4 separate regions of the Mus musculus genome follow, and regions 1, 2 and 3 are each linked to region 4. Evidence: chromatin contacts called from public Hi-C, HiChIP or PLAC-seq and promoter capture Hi-C data. All regions are on one chromosome and are shown on one strand. The core of a region is the stretch at or near the end of the contact, and the rest is flanking DNA. Distances in the headings are between cores, read along the strand shown. Region 1 has its middle 4.6 kb from the start of Gm39676. Region 2 has its middle 7.9 kb from the start of Gm51888. Region 3 has its middle 7.4 kb from the start of Gm35131. Region 4 holds the start of 4930524B15Rik (RIKEN cDNA 4930524B15 gene).

Evidence for each region. Promoter capture Hi-C pulls out the DNA fragments that hold promoters and counts their contacts. Hi-C and Micro-C count contacts between places; a contact is called where the count stands out from the background. HiChIP or PLAC-seq counts read pairs in DNA pulled down with a chosen protein or histone mark.
Region 1: a contact with region 4 is called in a promoter capture Hi-C map of embryonic stem cells, with 2.7 times the contacts expected there. The contact joins the enhancer-like site here to the promoter of 4930524B15Rik in region 4. A contact is called at or near these places in 10 of 39 promoter capture datasets (the 3T3-L1 cell line, 3T3-L1-derived adipocytes, the HPC-7 cell line and 5 more), 33 of 484 Hi-C or Micro-C datasets (the Ba/F3 cell line, CD8 T cells, the G1E-ER4 cell line and 12 more), 12 of 115 datasets of contacts at active chromatin or transcription factors (embryonic forebrain, embryonic hindbrain, embryonic stem cells and 2 more) and 2 of 9 other capture datasets (embryonic stem cells and liver).
Region 2: a Hi-C map of cerebellum shows a contact between it and region 4, with 3 times the contacts expected there. The contact joins the enhancer-like site here to the promoter of 4930524B15Rik in region 4. A contact is called at or near these places in 6 of 39 promoter capture datasets (the 3T3-L1 cell line, the C10 cell line, the HPC-7 cell line and 3 more), 14 of 484 Hi-C or Micro-C datasets (the AML12 cell line, the N1E-115 cell line, adipose-derived mesenchymal stem cells and 7 more), 6 of 115 datasets of contacts at active chromatin or transcription factors (embryonic stem cells, stem cell-derived anterior neural progenitor cells and stem cell-derived neural progenitor cells) and 1 of 9 other capture datasets (embryonic stem cells).
Region 3: an H3K4me3 HiChIP or PLAC-seq map of bone marrow-derived macrophages shows a contact between it and region 4, with 5 times the contacts expected there. The contact joins the enhancer-like site here to the promoter of 4930524B15Rik in region 4. A contact is called at or near these places in 1 of 39 promoter capture datasets (cranial neural crest), 2 of 484 Hi-C or Micro-C datasets (the N1E-115 cell line and macrophages), 5 of 115 datasets of contacts at active chromatin or transcription factors (bone marrow-derived macrophages, differentiating embryonic stem cells, embryonic stem cells and 2 more) and 4 of 9 other capture datasets (adipose tissue, embryonic stem cells, liver and 1 more).

What each region holds. Positions count from the first base shown.
Region 1 is chr11:32,139,693-32,142,856 of GRCm38.p6, reverse strand. No RefSeq gene overlaps it. Among named protein-coding and RNA genes, the nearest start is that of Gm39676, 4.6 kb to the right of the region's middle. Within about 2 kb of position 1,621, at least 37 of the 459 cell types and tissues checked have an H3K27ac peak or open chromatin away from gene starts, as enhancers often do. A contact at or near this core is called in double positive thymocytes and embryonic forebrain, where this site is marked.
Region 2 is chr11:32,117,810-32,120,974 of GRCm38.p6, reverse strand. No RefSeq gene overlaps it. Among named protein-coding and RNA genes, the nearest start is that of Gm51888, 7.9 kb to the left of the region's middle. Within about 2 kb of position 1,629, at least 95 of the 459 cell types and tissues checked have an H3K27ac peak or open chromatin away from gene starts, as enhancers often do. A contact at or near this core is called in cerebellum, cerebral cortex and stem cell-derived neural progenitor cells, where this site is marked.
Region 3 is chr11:31,733,032-31,736,020 of GRCm38.p6, reverse strand. No RefSeq gene overlaps it. Among named protein-coding and RNA genes, the nearest start is that of Gm35131, 7.4 kb to the right of the region's middle. Within about 2 kb of position 1,305, at least 72 of the 459 cell types and tissues checked have an H3K27ac peak or open chromatin away from gene starts, as enhancers often do. A contact at or near this core is called in the N1E-115 cell line, bone marrow-derived macrophages, macrophages and 1 more, where this site is marked.
Region 4 is chr11:31,963,948-31,967,182 of GRCm38.p6, reverse strand. 4930524B15Rik (RIKEN cDNA 4930524B15 gene) reads right to left here and starts at 1,550. Exons shown (of 5, transcript NM_026262.1): 1 at 1,232-1,550. The coding sequence starts at 1,523.

The sequences.
Region 1 (3,164 bases), core at 372-2,871, 180 kb before region 4:
AACATTATGCCTTTCCCATCCCTCTACCACTTTGTCCACACAGTGGTAACTGGAGAGTGGGATGAAAATTGATACCTAGGCAGTCAGTTTGATTCTCAGCCATGGGAGTACTTGATTTTCAAGCCTCCCTAATATACCTCATGGTTAGTTGGCTCACAGAATCTTGCTTTGGACCCTGTTGGGAAGCCTTTGGGATTTGCTCCACCTATTTTGCCAGGTAACTTGCTCACCCAAGCAGAAGCTTTGGGCTTTGTCTGTAAACCCCACCTCCTGCCCTCCTTTGCTTTTTGAGACAGTCTTACTAAGTAGCCCAGGCTGTCCAATAATTTCCTACGTAGACCAGATGCCTCAAACTCACAGAGACCCATTTGCCTCTGGCTCCCTGCCTCCTGAGGGTTGGAAATAGAAGCGTCTGAGATCACACCCAGCCCTTTGTTACCATTAACACTGTTTCTGTACCATAGATTACAGGAGCCATGGCTGTCAGCGCCAACATCTTTCCAATACAGTTGTCCTTCCCCACATTGCTTGCTTTCTTTAACACATCCACAGCATGGTGCTCCTACGCTTCGACCTCTGTGGGGTTTGAACATAACCTTTGTTAAGGAAGTGCCTTCCTAGCTGCATTTTCCAATTTGGGCATTTAGGCCTGCCATTTGCATAAGTAAGCAGTCATTTGTGCAGATGAAATGAGCAGTTACGTATGTGCAGACAGATCCTAATAGGTACCGTATGTCCCAGCCCCTGGACCAATTGGTTATTAACGCAACAGATGGGGCAATTCAGCACTAGCTCACTCCTCAGATGCCACCCCCCTCCCTCCTTCCAGGCCGGCATGCTTCTGGCATCCTCCACCGCTTTGTCACTGCAGAGTAAGCGCTGAAAGTAGCATCCAACGCAGGTCCCCAGTCCCAATGACAATTAAATTGCATTTCCTTAATGAGGGTGCCACTGGGGAGACCCCACAGGCTTTCGCTGTCAAGGAGCCTCTCAAGTGAGAAACGATGGGTTTGTAAATTGCATCCTCTGTGAGAGGCAGGCTGTTGTGGGAACCCTCAGAGCACCTGAAGGTCAGGTTCTCTAAGGTGACCTGGGTTTCCTGAGGAGTGGGCACGCCCATCCCCCTCTCTGCCACTTTTCCTGGTCTGAGCCTGACAGGTTTTTCCTTTAGGGTTGGATCTGGGGTTATAGAGAAAAGACAATGGGGGAGGGCAGAGTCTTTGTCAATGCCCTGGGTCTCTGTGATGTCACACTGCTTGCTTGCCTTATGCTAATGAGAAACTTAAAGAATATCTTTGTTTAAAGATAAATGAGGTAGTGATCACGCCTGTACTGTTCTATTGTAGGTAGAGGTTTTCCAAAGAAGTGATAGAAAATATTGAAGGAATCACTAATGGAGTATTTAAACCCGCAACGTGGCCTGGTCTTGAATTCACCCTCAAATCTGTCAACTGCTCAAACTTTTACTGTTTCATGATTCCCTGAGCAACCTCCGAGGTAGATAATGTAAGTGGGGAAATGGAGGTTCAGAGAAGTAAGTAGCTTGCCAAAGGCAAACAGCTAGGAAGTGCCTTACTGAGGCTTCCTTCCTGTCCTGGCACAAGGGGAAGGCTTCCACACTGCTCACTCACTCCCCCTGGTGGACGGAAAGGGAACCAAGGTGAAATGGCTTTGCTTGTCCAAGGTCACAGTTAGGGAACAGAGCCCTAGGGTAGATCCCAGTTCCCACACCTTCCCACTCTTCAGATCTCACTGAAGTAACAACAGAAAACTTTCATCTGCAGGGGTCAACTGGGGCTCCTAGAAAATGCATCCCAGGAAAAGCTCCCCATTAGGCAGCCAGCTGGGCATTAGTAGACTTTAAAACCATCCAGGCTGCAGATGGAGGTGGCATGGGTGGCTCATACTTGTTCACAGCTGACAAATGTCAGAATCGGATGACAGGCACAGAGGCACTTGGATATTTTTCTCCCTCAGACTTGCACACATTTGAAATATGCTATACTTTGTAAAACTTTGAAAAATAGGGTCCCGAACAATACATTGACCAATATTTTTAACGTCTCATGTGTCTGGTAGACTATGGCAAAAGCGCAGATCTGGGCTTCGTGGAGCTTCCAATCAGGAAACCGAGATGCTGGGTAGAAGTAGAAGAAACTGAAACACTATCAATAAAACATCCTGCTGCTTATTGTTGGGGGTTGGAGTCAGCTAAAGGTGGCCTGAACCCCATCTTGACCCTTCCTGGCCCTGTGGACTGCTTACAAGCCCAGGCTTGTGATATCTTCGTATTTCCCGCAGTCCTGGAACATTCTTTGTCCTCACTCTCTGAGAGCGAGCACACTGCTGCTCATCCTTCAGCGCCACACTGCGCACTTTTGGTCGTCACCACGGGAGAAGCCTTCCTTGGTTTTCATCAGAGACTGTTCATCTGCCTTCTCCGCTGGACTAGTCCTCCACAGGAACTCCCCTCTTCCTGGGGCCCAGCACCACAGTGATACTCGGAAACGCTTTTTGGAATTGAACTCTGTTCAGATGTTTGAACACTACCATGGAGTAGGAATTAAACAACGGCAGCTACTATCATCTTGTTTACCTTTAACTATCACACTTATTTTTTTTTTTTTGTCATGTGCGCAGAGCTGTGTGATTTACACAGCGTTAGTAGGGGCACTCCTATGTGCATAGGCCAAAGATTGTTGGCAACGTTTTAGATAAAAAAGTACTTTTTACATTTTTTTCCTTTTCATCCCCATTTTTACTTCTTCTTCTTCTTCTTCTTCTTCTTCTTCTTCTTCTTCTTCTTCTTCTTCTTCTTCTTCTTCTTCTTCTTCTTCTTCTTCTTCTTCTTCTTCTTCTTCTTCTTCTTCCTCCTCTTCCTTTTCCTCTTCAATGTCGCACGGTTCTGCAGACACAGGTCACAGCAGAGCAGGGGCCGCCCTCATAGACAGAAACTGGGGAGTGGCAAGGGAAGGCGTGTGGGCAGAAAGCACACTTGTTCTGCCTAGTAGTCAACTGTGCAGCTGCTCACATCGGAAGAACAAAAGAAGAACAAAAAGAACAAAAAGAACAAGCTCAGATCTTCTATGTGGGGCCAGGGGTGCTGCAAAGCCTGAGGTGTGAGCCACAGTGGTGGCCTTCAGGATATCACCTCTGCCCTTCAC
Region 2 (3,165 bases), core at 380-2,879, 150 kb before region 4:
ATGGAGGGAGGGAGGGAGAGAGGGAAGGAGGGAGGGGGAGAGGAATTACCACAGTTAATCCAGCTGCCTCTGAACACATAGGAAAAAGAGAAGGAAGGGTGATATAGGTGACAATGTTGACTTCAAAGGCATCAGGCTGACACCCAGGCAGGAAGCTGAACCCAAAGCTCACCACACTAGAAGACCACCACTGCCTCCATCCTTGGGAGAGCATATGGTTCACTGGCAGTGCTGGGAGCCGAGTGGCTGTACTTGCTGTGTATGGCAGCATGGAGTGCCCGTCGCTGGCAGCCTCCTCTGCAACCACAGCTGTCCTGTGGCCTCAGGGTTTCTCAGCTCTTGAGTGACTTAACTGGGTGGGCTGCCACTCTTGAAGTCCTTATGGGTGGGGCCATGCTGGACAGGACAGAGGTTCTGGGAGACCCCAAAGGCTCTGCTTCTATGCCTTGGTGGGATGAAACAGGTGAGTTTTCCCTTCACACACCACCCCACTACATGGCAATTTCCTGATTGAATTTAAGGGCTTTGGTTTTATATCACAAATGGAGTTAAAGATGGGCAGTGGTGGCACATGCCTTTAATCCCAGCATTTAGGAGGTGGAGGCAGGTAGACCTCTGAGTTCAAGGTCTGCAGAGTGAGTTCCAGGACAGCCAGGGCTACACAGAGAAACAATTGGAGTTTAAAAATAATAAAACAAAACAGATCCACCCCCACCCCACCCCCAGATATGACTCTGAAGACTGATTAGAGCAGAGAGGACAACCGTGCTCCTTTAAATGACTGTAGAAGAACCCACACTATGGAAATACAAGTTTTATTTAGTGAGCCTGTGTGGATTTATAGTGCATTGTTTCTATGGCCACCGTTTTCTGATGCTATTACAGAGAATATCCCATGTGAGCACCGTGTATATATTGGAACCTTTACAGTGTGAGATACTTATACCAAGTTTAGATATTTCACCTTATTTAGAAAAGTGTCATTAGAGCCAGGAATGTGACACATACCTTTAATCCCAGCACTCAGGATGCAGAGGGCGGCAGAGCTCTGTGAGTTTGAGGCCAGCCTGGTCTCCATAGTTCCAGACCAGCCAAGGTTACATAGTGAGACTCTGTCTCAAAAAATAAGTGTCATTAGCTGGGCAAGGTGGTGTCTTAGTAATCTCATCATTCCAGAGGCTGAGGCAGGAGAATAGGGTTCCCAGGCAGCCTGTATCTTACCTTTACCATAATTCCCACGCTGTAAGTGATTTTACCTGGACCTGCAGGAGGGAATTGTCAAGGCTGGCTGACTTGTAGAGAATAGCTGAAGCAGGAATTGAACCCAAGGCCTATCCTCTCCCAATGCTAATAAATAGGTGCACAGTGGTCTAGATTGGTGGCAGCTACTGTTGCCATGGCAACGAATGGGTTTGGAGAAGCCAGCCATGCTGTATGGGTGTGTTTCCATCCTCAAAGGCTCCTCACTAGCTCAGTCTCATACCCTAGTGCCCACCACTGACTTGCTGAGAGCAACCTCTGTCCCCGGGGGCAGTAAACTGCCCGAGCGAGCGACAAATCAGTCTGCAGTCAAGGTTACCAAATAAAACAAACTGTCAAGCAGATGGCTCATGCTGCCCCATTCCAGAGCTATCAGGATGCAGCTGCAGAGGGGAAGCAGCCGAGAACACAGTCCCCACTATGAACACTAATAGCTCAGGCTTGCTCGGAAGTCTTTATTTAGAAGGAGAAAACCAAGGCTGATCTTGGGGGTTCTGTTCCATTTCTTTTTCCCTCTGAAGTTGGGAAGAGGATTCCTCTTTCCTCTGGGCTTAAGGGCAGGATTTAAATGGAGAGGGAAAGGTTCAGCCCGAGTTCAGCATTAATTGGCCAGCAGAGGGTGAATAATGATCTCCTTTGCACTCAGCAGGCAGGGCATGCCAGCCTTCCTTGAACCGTTCATGAATTCGCTGAAGTCCACAGTGACTTCTGCCACAATTCCTCCTCCTTTTCATGGGTGACAAGCCTCGCCTTGCCACTGTTTCTTAGAACACAGACCCCTGAGTGTTCCGGAAGGGCAGAAGCCATTCTGCATTCCTCCCCAGGCCTCGGACAAGGCCAAAGACAGAGTAGGAACTCCGTAATGGCTCAGGAACGGAGGCTACAGTTGCTGGTTGCTTTTTGGGGATGTTTTGAAACAAATTTCCCAGTGTGACCCAAGTTGGTCACTACCTTGCTGTGTAGCCAGAGATGAACACTTGATCTTTCTGCCACTACCTCCAAATTCTTGCCTGGCTTCATTTATTGCTTTCATGTGTTACATGTTACAGTGCACCTCTAGACTCTTGTCAGCTCCTTGTAGGCACCCCAGGTTCAAGAACTTTGAGAAATAAATTGGGGCAACAGACATGTCTATGTCATTCTGTCATAGCAGTGAAGCTGACTGAGGCAAGGATGGAGGAGGTGTGTAGCTACTCCCCTGGGAAGGGGAGAGCCAGGATTCTAAGTCAGGAGGTCCATTTAGATTATTCTGGATCTGGCTTTGACTACCTGGCAGGGAAACTGAGCAAGTCACAGAACCTCTCCAAAGTGCAGGTTTCTTGCCTCTGGTGTGGAGGGGAGGCCAGCAGATCTAAATACAACTTACAACCTGGTCAGGTTGTACAAACCTAGCTTGGTCCTGCCTCACATTAAGTCCTGGAGAACTGACAGTGGTTGTTACTCTCATTATACATCCTGGTGAATGTAGCCTTTCAGTTGGACACTGAAGGGTCCCCCAGGCCATGAGATTTGTCTGTCTGACTTACATCAGCTTTCAGCATCTCCTGATCCCCAAACTCATCCCAACCTGATCTCTCACAGCCTTGGGAGGATGCCAAACACACCCACTCTCCCACAGTGTTTTCACGAGTCTGAGCCTTGAGAAGTCTTTCCTCCCAAGTATGTGCTTGAACGGTGAGAGCTGGGTTGTTAGATGCAGAAAACTAGGGGGATGGGTCTAGAAGGATGGGGAGACTGTCCACACAAAGGAGGGGGGGAGGGGGACATGGAGGGAAGGAGGAAAGGAAGGAGGGAGGGAGGGAGAGAGAGAGAGAGAGAGAGAGAGAGAGAGAGAGAGAGAGAGAGAGAGAGAGAGAGAGGAAGAAGAAGAAGGAGGAGGAGGAGGAGGAGGAAGAAAGGAGGGAG
Region 3 (2,989 bases), core at 56-2,555, 230 kb after region 4:
TGGGTTCCCTCAATAATGGACTATGATGTCTAAGTATAAACAAAATAAATCCTTTCTTCCCCCAACATGCTTTTGGGGGAGACAAAGTAACAGAAAGCAAACAAGTATAATTCCTGAGATAATTTAGAGGGAAAGATTGCTTTGGGCTCAGGATTTCAGTCTGTGGCAGAGAGAGAAGGAGGTGAAAGAGAAAGAAGAAAATGGTTGCATCTCAGGGGTAGGCACACAAGTCACTGGGACCCTGCACCATCTCCACAAGCCTAAAGGATGATTGGCTGTCTGTTCAGAGGGTCAAGGAAAGGAAGCTGTTGAAAGTGTGAGCAGGGGACAAGGGTTTCACCTGCCTGCCCTGCCCATGTCTCAGCAGGGTGGCTTTAGCGGGGCCTCTTGGAAGAAGACTGACAGACATGGGGAGAACAGTGTATCCTGGGCCCAGCCTGAGCAAACACCCTGGAAATTACCTCTTCTGGACACCTGGTGGACATGTAGAGAGAGAGAGAGGTTAAACAGGGGTCAGTCCGGCCAGCCTGGTAGACCTTAACTGCCAAGTAAGGAAGAGAAGTATCGGTGATCAATTGTTTCCGTCTTCCTCACAGAGTGCGCGTATCACCCTGTGCAGAGGAGCCCCACCCAGTGGTACACTCTATCCAAACCCTCAGAGTTTAGGGCTCAGTTGGTGGCCCTGCAAGGAAGCATGAAGCAACTGTCAAGTGAGACCCAAACCAGACCTCAGAAAGTAAGCTGGCCTATGACACACAGCCTCTTGGATCAGACTTCTCCGCTTTGTGACCTTTCTGCTGGGGACAGAGGCTTCTTCAAGGCTAGGCAGCTGGGAGTTCTTAGAAACATAAATTGGCCTGAGCCTCATCTGTAGATTGGGGTAGCAATCATCCATTGCCCATCTTGGGCCTCCAAGAGACAGAGAATGAGGGCCACCTGGGTCGGTGCTCCCCAAAGGTGCCCTCTAGGACCAACCACCTGGCTTGGGAACTGATTGGAAATGCCAACTCTCAGATCCTACTATGGACCCACTCGCTCAGGTGCTCTGGGGAAGGGCCTAGCAACCTGATTTAAAGGAGACCTCCAAGGGCCAACATTGATTGGATTTGCTTGGTGCTGCGGTGTTGGGGAGATGGCTGAGGATGATAATACCCTCCCTAACTGCTTTCCAGCTGTAGTGCTGGGTCCACAGGGGTCCCAGACCTGGGATCTTCCTGTCTTGGGAGTGGCCCTAAGCACCCTGGTTGCACTCTGGAGCCTCAGTTCCCACAGCTTTTAAACAAGGAGCAGCAGGTGATTGGAAGGCTTACACAGAAAGGCCTCACCCTTGAGGCTGGTGCCCTGGTATTGCCTAGTAACAGAACTTAGACTGTGGCAAGGATGCTGATTTTCTTAAGCAAGTGACAAAGGTTTTCCTGTCTCAGAAGTATCAAGACTCTAGCATGAATCTCCATGCCACTGTTATCATCCCTGATATAAGGTTCCAATGACAGACAGGTCAGCTGCCAGAGGGCCTCTGCCCATCAGCTGCAGCTTGCAGAGGCTGAGGATCTCAATGACCCGGATCACAAAGCAGGGGGGTTGTGATGCACATATGGCTGGGCCTGGCAGCCTCGTCCTCCCTGCTTGTGTGCGATATTAACATAATGTCCCTTGCAAAAGCGATTACAGAGTCACAGGGAGCAGAATGTCATTTGGTAGCTACTTCCTGCTTCCACCAGCAATGGTGACTAAACAAGCTAATTAAATCAGCACAAATTTGCACACAAGCTAGGCAGCTGGGCCCAGAGCAAGGTGGCTGCAGCATAATCCTGTACAGTGTGGGGGTGGGGTGGAGACCTGACTAACCACCCCAGGGCCAGGGCACTGCCTGGCAAGTCTGAATAGGGAAGGCTGCTTGCAGTCTTGGGAAGCCAGGGCCTGTGCCCCTGCAGCAGAGCTATCAGGAAACAGCAAAGTGGGCCTGCATGCTCACCTTGATTGTCTTACTGTGGAGTTGGAAAAGGGGTCACCACGTGTATCCCCTGTGGTTTCTGGAGAAGGTAGTGTGGCGGCCCCCTTTATACAAGTATCAGTTCTGTCACATGCTGTAGCTCCTTGACACTTGAGATCTCTTAGTCAACATCCCCGTTGATACGACGGGGTTGGTGTGACAGGGTTGGTGTGTGCGTTTATGCTTGATACTATGGGGAAATTTTACTGAGATGGTAACATAAAGTTAACATCATCATGTGACACGCGACACAGCTGGTGTTCTGTAAACTGGGCTGTCGTTATTTCTATTCTTGTTCATGGAATGCCACGATGGGCCTTCTCTGGATCAGGACCAGGTTCTGAGGATGCAAAGCTCAGGATGTCCCTCTCCTTACCTTCAAGGGGCACATAATAAGATGGGGTGACAGATTGAGTCACCTGCCCCAGGGTGGGGTCTGTGGAAGATGAAGAAGAGAGTGAGGATGTGCAGCCCTGGGGACTCAGGATCCAGTCCCAAAGGGGTTGCTGCTGCAGGATTGCATCCCCACAACAGCCTGGTCCAGAAGCTGGAGACCCCTGAGGGACAACAGGACACCTGCTGCCCAATATAAGCTGGCAGATCTTGGCTCCAAGGCATAGAAGCAGTAGAGGTTGTGGAGGAGGTTCTACAGGGCAAAGAGAAGAGAGGTGGGGGTGGGGGACACAGGGCAGTCTCCAGGACAGAGTGGCAGCTGCCCCTCCAGGGAGACTTCCTAAGCTCTCCTACAACTGTGTGGGAGGGGTCAGACTGGACAGGCAGCTCACACCACCCTGAACAGCTTCCTACAATTGTCATGTGCAATGCTGTCACAATTACAGCACCCTGAAGTGTTGATGACATCATGCTTGTCATTTAAATTCCTCATTGAAAAACAAAACCAAAACCAAAAAACGTACCATGTCCATCATGGTAAGCTAGTGCCTTTGACCATGGGCAGGAATGTGTAGATGAAATGAAAACTAAACCATGTCACAT
Region 4 (3,235 bases), core at 301-2,800:
AATTAATAGGATCTAAAATTAACATGAAAAAAGAATAGGCCTGAGGAAGAGAAGCCGCCCACATATAGATTCCATCTAGATATGTCCAAAATAGATCTATAGAGACAATGCAGACTAATACTTGCATAGATAGGGCTAAGATTAGTGGGTAGTAGAGGCAATGGTGAGGGGCTATGATGCCTTTGAAGGGGTGCAGAGTTTCTCTGTGATATTACAGTTACATTAAAATGGAATGTTAAGGACACAACTCTGTGGATATGTAAGAACCATTAACTTGTGTACCATAACTGGGTGAACTGGATACACTATTAATGAAAGCTCAGTAAAATTGCTTTGAAAAGTATAGGTAAAAGGTGTTTCTCTGTGTTGTCCTGGCTGTTCTGGAACTTGCTCTGTAGACTAGGCTGGCCTCAAACTCACAGATCTGCCTGACTCTGACTCTTTAGTGTTGGGATTAAAAGTGTGGGCCACGACTACATCTTCAGATCTTCTGTGTTTTAACAGGATGCTTCAACGTCTCTTAAGAGGTCTGATTGAATATATATCAGGTAATTAGCAATTCATTTTCTATTTTACTGTATGTGTATATGTGTTTTGCTTGTGCACCTTGTAGATGCATGATGCCCAAGGAGGGCAGAAGAGGGCGTCAGATGCCTTGGAACTGGAATTACAATCAGTTATATGTGGGTGCTGAGGTCCAAACCTACATCATATGGAAGAATAACCAGTGCTCTTAACCCGTTGAGCCACCTCTCCAGCTCCTGTAATTAGCAATTTCAATAAATGTCAGTGAAAAATAACCAACAAGCGCGCCAAACTTCCATTTCTCTGAGCGACTGAAGTAGCTACATCCAAGAACTTCTCTCAGGTCTCTAGGTTATCTTAAATATCCTGCAGCCTTTTTACAGGTTACCCACCCCACTAAGTGAGTTAAAGGAATTCTCCTAAACTTATGGCTCCAACACAGACTGGCAGGAGAGAGGAGCCTGGCTGCCTACTGACTAGGATGCTGACAGGAAAGGCTGAGAGGAAAATGACACCGAGGCTGACAGGAAGGCTGACAGAAAGACTGGCAGATGCAAAGGTTGAGACAAAGGAAGACTGACACAAAGGTTGACAGGAAGGCTGACGCGAAGCCTGGCTGACGGAAGCCGCGCGCACAAAATGGCGCGGGAGCTGCCCAGTCAGCAGCAGGCCGCTGACAGGACGATCCCTCCCGCTGCCGTGCCACCTGCTTGCGCTGCTTGCTCCCGGGCCCTGGGCGCTCTCGACCTCCGCTGGAAAGGGGCGGAATCCGGGGTGTCAGTGACCCCGGCCTGGGAGCCAGTGGGCCGCTCTCCTCCCCGGGCCCCGGGCTCCACCGCTGCTTGCTTTGAGGCACAGCGGGCCCCGAGCCCTGGGCCTCGATGGCCGAAACCTCGGAGACCCCTCAGCTGCCACACGCCATGGCGGTGCGAGGCGAAGCGGGTCACGTAGATTAAGCGAGGCCCATCTGGCCTTTGCCCACTGCGGCTGGGCACCATCTCTCGGCCTCCTGTCGGGCAACCTGCGGGACCTCGGAGCCGGCCTGAGCACAGGGCGTGGGGTGTGTGTGTGTGAGGTGTGTGGGGTGGGGTGGGGTGGGGGAGTGTGGATGTGGGGGAGGGGGGACACTTGCGCATGCGGGCTGGGGGAGGGTGGAGAACCGTTGGGGCCAGACCTGTGTGAGGCGAGGACGGGACTGACCTAGAGGCCCCAACTTCACTGAAGAGAGATGGAGTGTGGGTGGGTGAGCTGGAGTCCAGAACACCAGGAGCCTGGGTAGGAAGTTGAGGTGTAGAACACCGAGAAGCTGGGGTTGAGGTAAGGAAGGGATTAAGGACATAAGAGTCCAGGCACCTAGCAGAAGACAGGAGCCTAATGTGGATCTCTGTTAGAAGTTGGGAGGCAAGGAAAGCCCTACTGAAAGGGAAACAGGAAGGACTGTGGTTGTGAGGATGGCCATTCGTCTAGAGAGAGGTTGAATTTCAGGCTATGCATCATTTGGGACTGGGATGTAAGAAAATCAAATATGGTTCTTTTCTATCAAATACTATAAAAATGTGTGTTTAGGACAAGGAATTAAAACATTTTTATCTCCTGTCTTCCACCTTGTAAGACTTTCTTGCAAAATGTTTTAACCCTTTCCGTCCAATAAAACTTTGATTTATGTAAAGCCCCCTGCTCTGTGTGATAACCTGGGGCAATGATCTTCTTGTCCTTGGAGCAGTGAACCCTTCCCCCTTCTCTGTTTTTAATTTTTGTTTTGTTGAGACATGGTTTCTCTATGTTGTAACTTTAATTTTTTTAGGCCTTATTTTTATTTATTTATTTATTTATTTATTTATTTATTTATTTATTTATTTATTTATTTATTTTGAGACAGGGTTTCTCTGTGTAGCCCTGGCTGTCCCGGAACTCACTCTGTAGACCAGGCTGGCCTCGAACTCAGAAATCCACCTGCCTCTGCCTCCCGAGAGTGCTGGGATTAAAGGCGTGCGACATCACACCTGGTTCTTAGGCCTTATTTTTAATGATAGTTCTTAAATGCTTTTGCCTCCCTTCTAGCCTACCACCCACCAGGTAGTAGAAAAGAAAGGATACAGGGGGCGGGGGGGGGGCGGGGAAGTGGACCTGTTTAGACGTGGTTCTTTGGAGAAAATCCTATCTGGGTTGTCGGAAATCAGCAGTTCAGTTCACAGGTCAGCAGCAGCAGCTCAATCCACTCCCAAACACTTTATGGATATACTAGCAGTCCAGTTTGGTAGAGTTGGATAGCAGCAGTGGTGGCACTATCTAGAAGAGACAGCCAGGTCTCATCCTAGACTCTAGTCATCAGGAGGGTCTGTTGAGCCCTTTTTATGCACCCTCCAAATATCACATGTTCTCCACAGGTCTTGCCTAAGCATGTGCATTTGTTTCAGCTGATGTCACTCTGCCAATCAGCCAGAACTGAGGAAGTGGCAAGAAGCCTCCACACACCAACCACAAGTTTTTGGGGTTTTGTGTGTGTGTGTGTGTGTGTGTGTGTGTGTGTGTGTGTGTGTGTGTGTGTGTTTCTCTCTATGGAGTTCTGACAAATGTAGCTCAACTACATAATGTAAGGTGGACCAATACATGTGTGCTGTTAGTGAAGAATCTTTCATCACGTGTCCTTTCATGTGCTTGCTTTAGCAGAACGTCTTTTCTCCTGTGTCTGCTTCAATGAAACATTCCT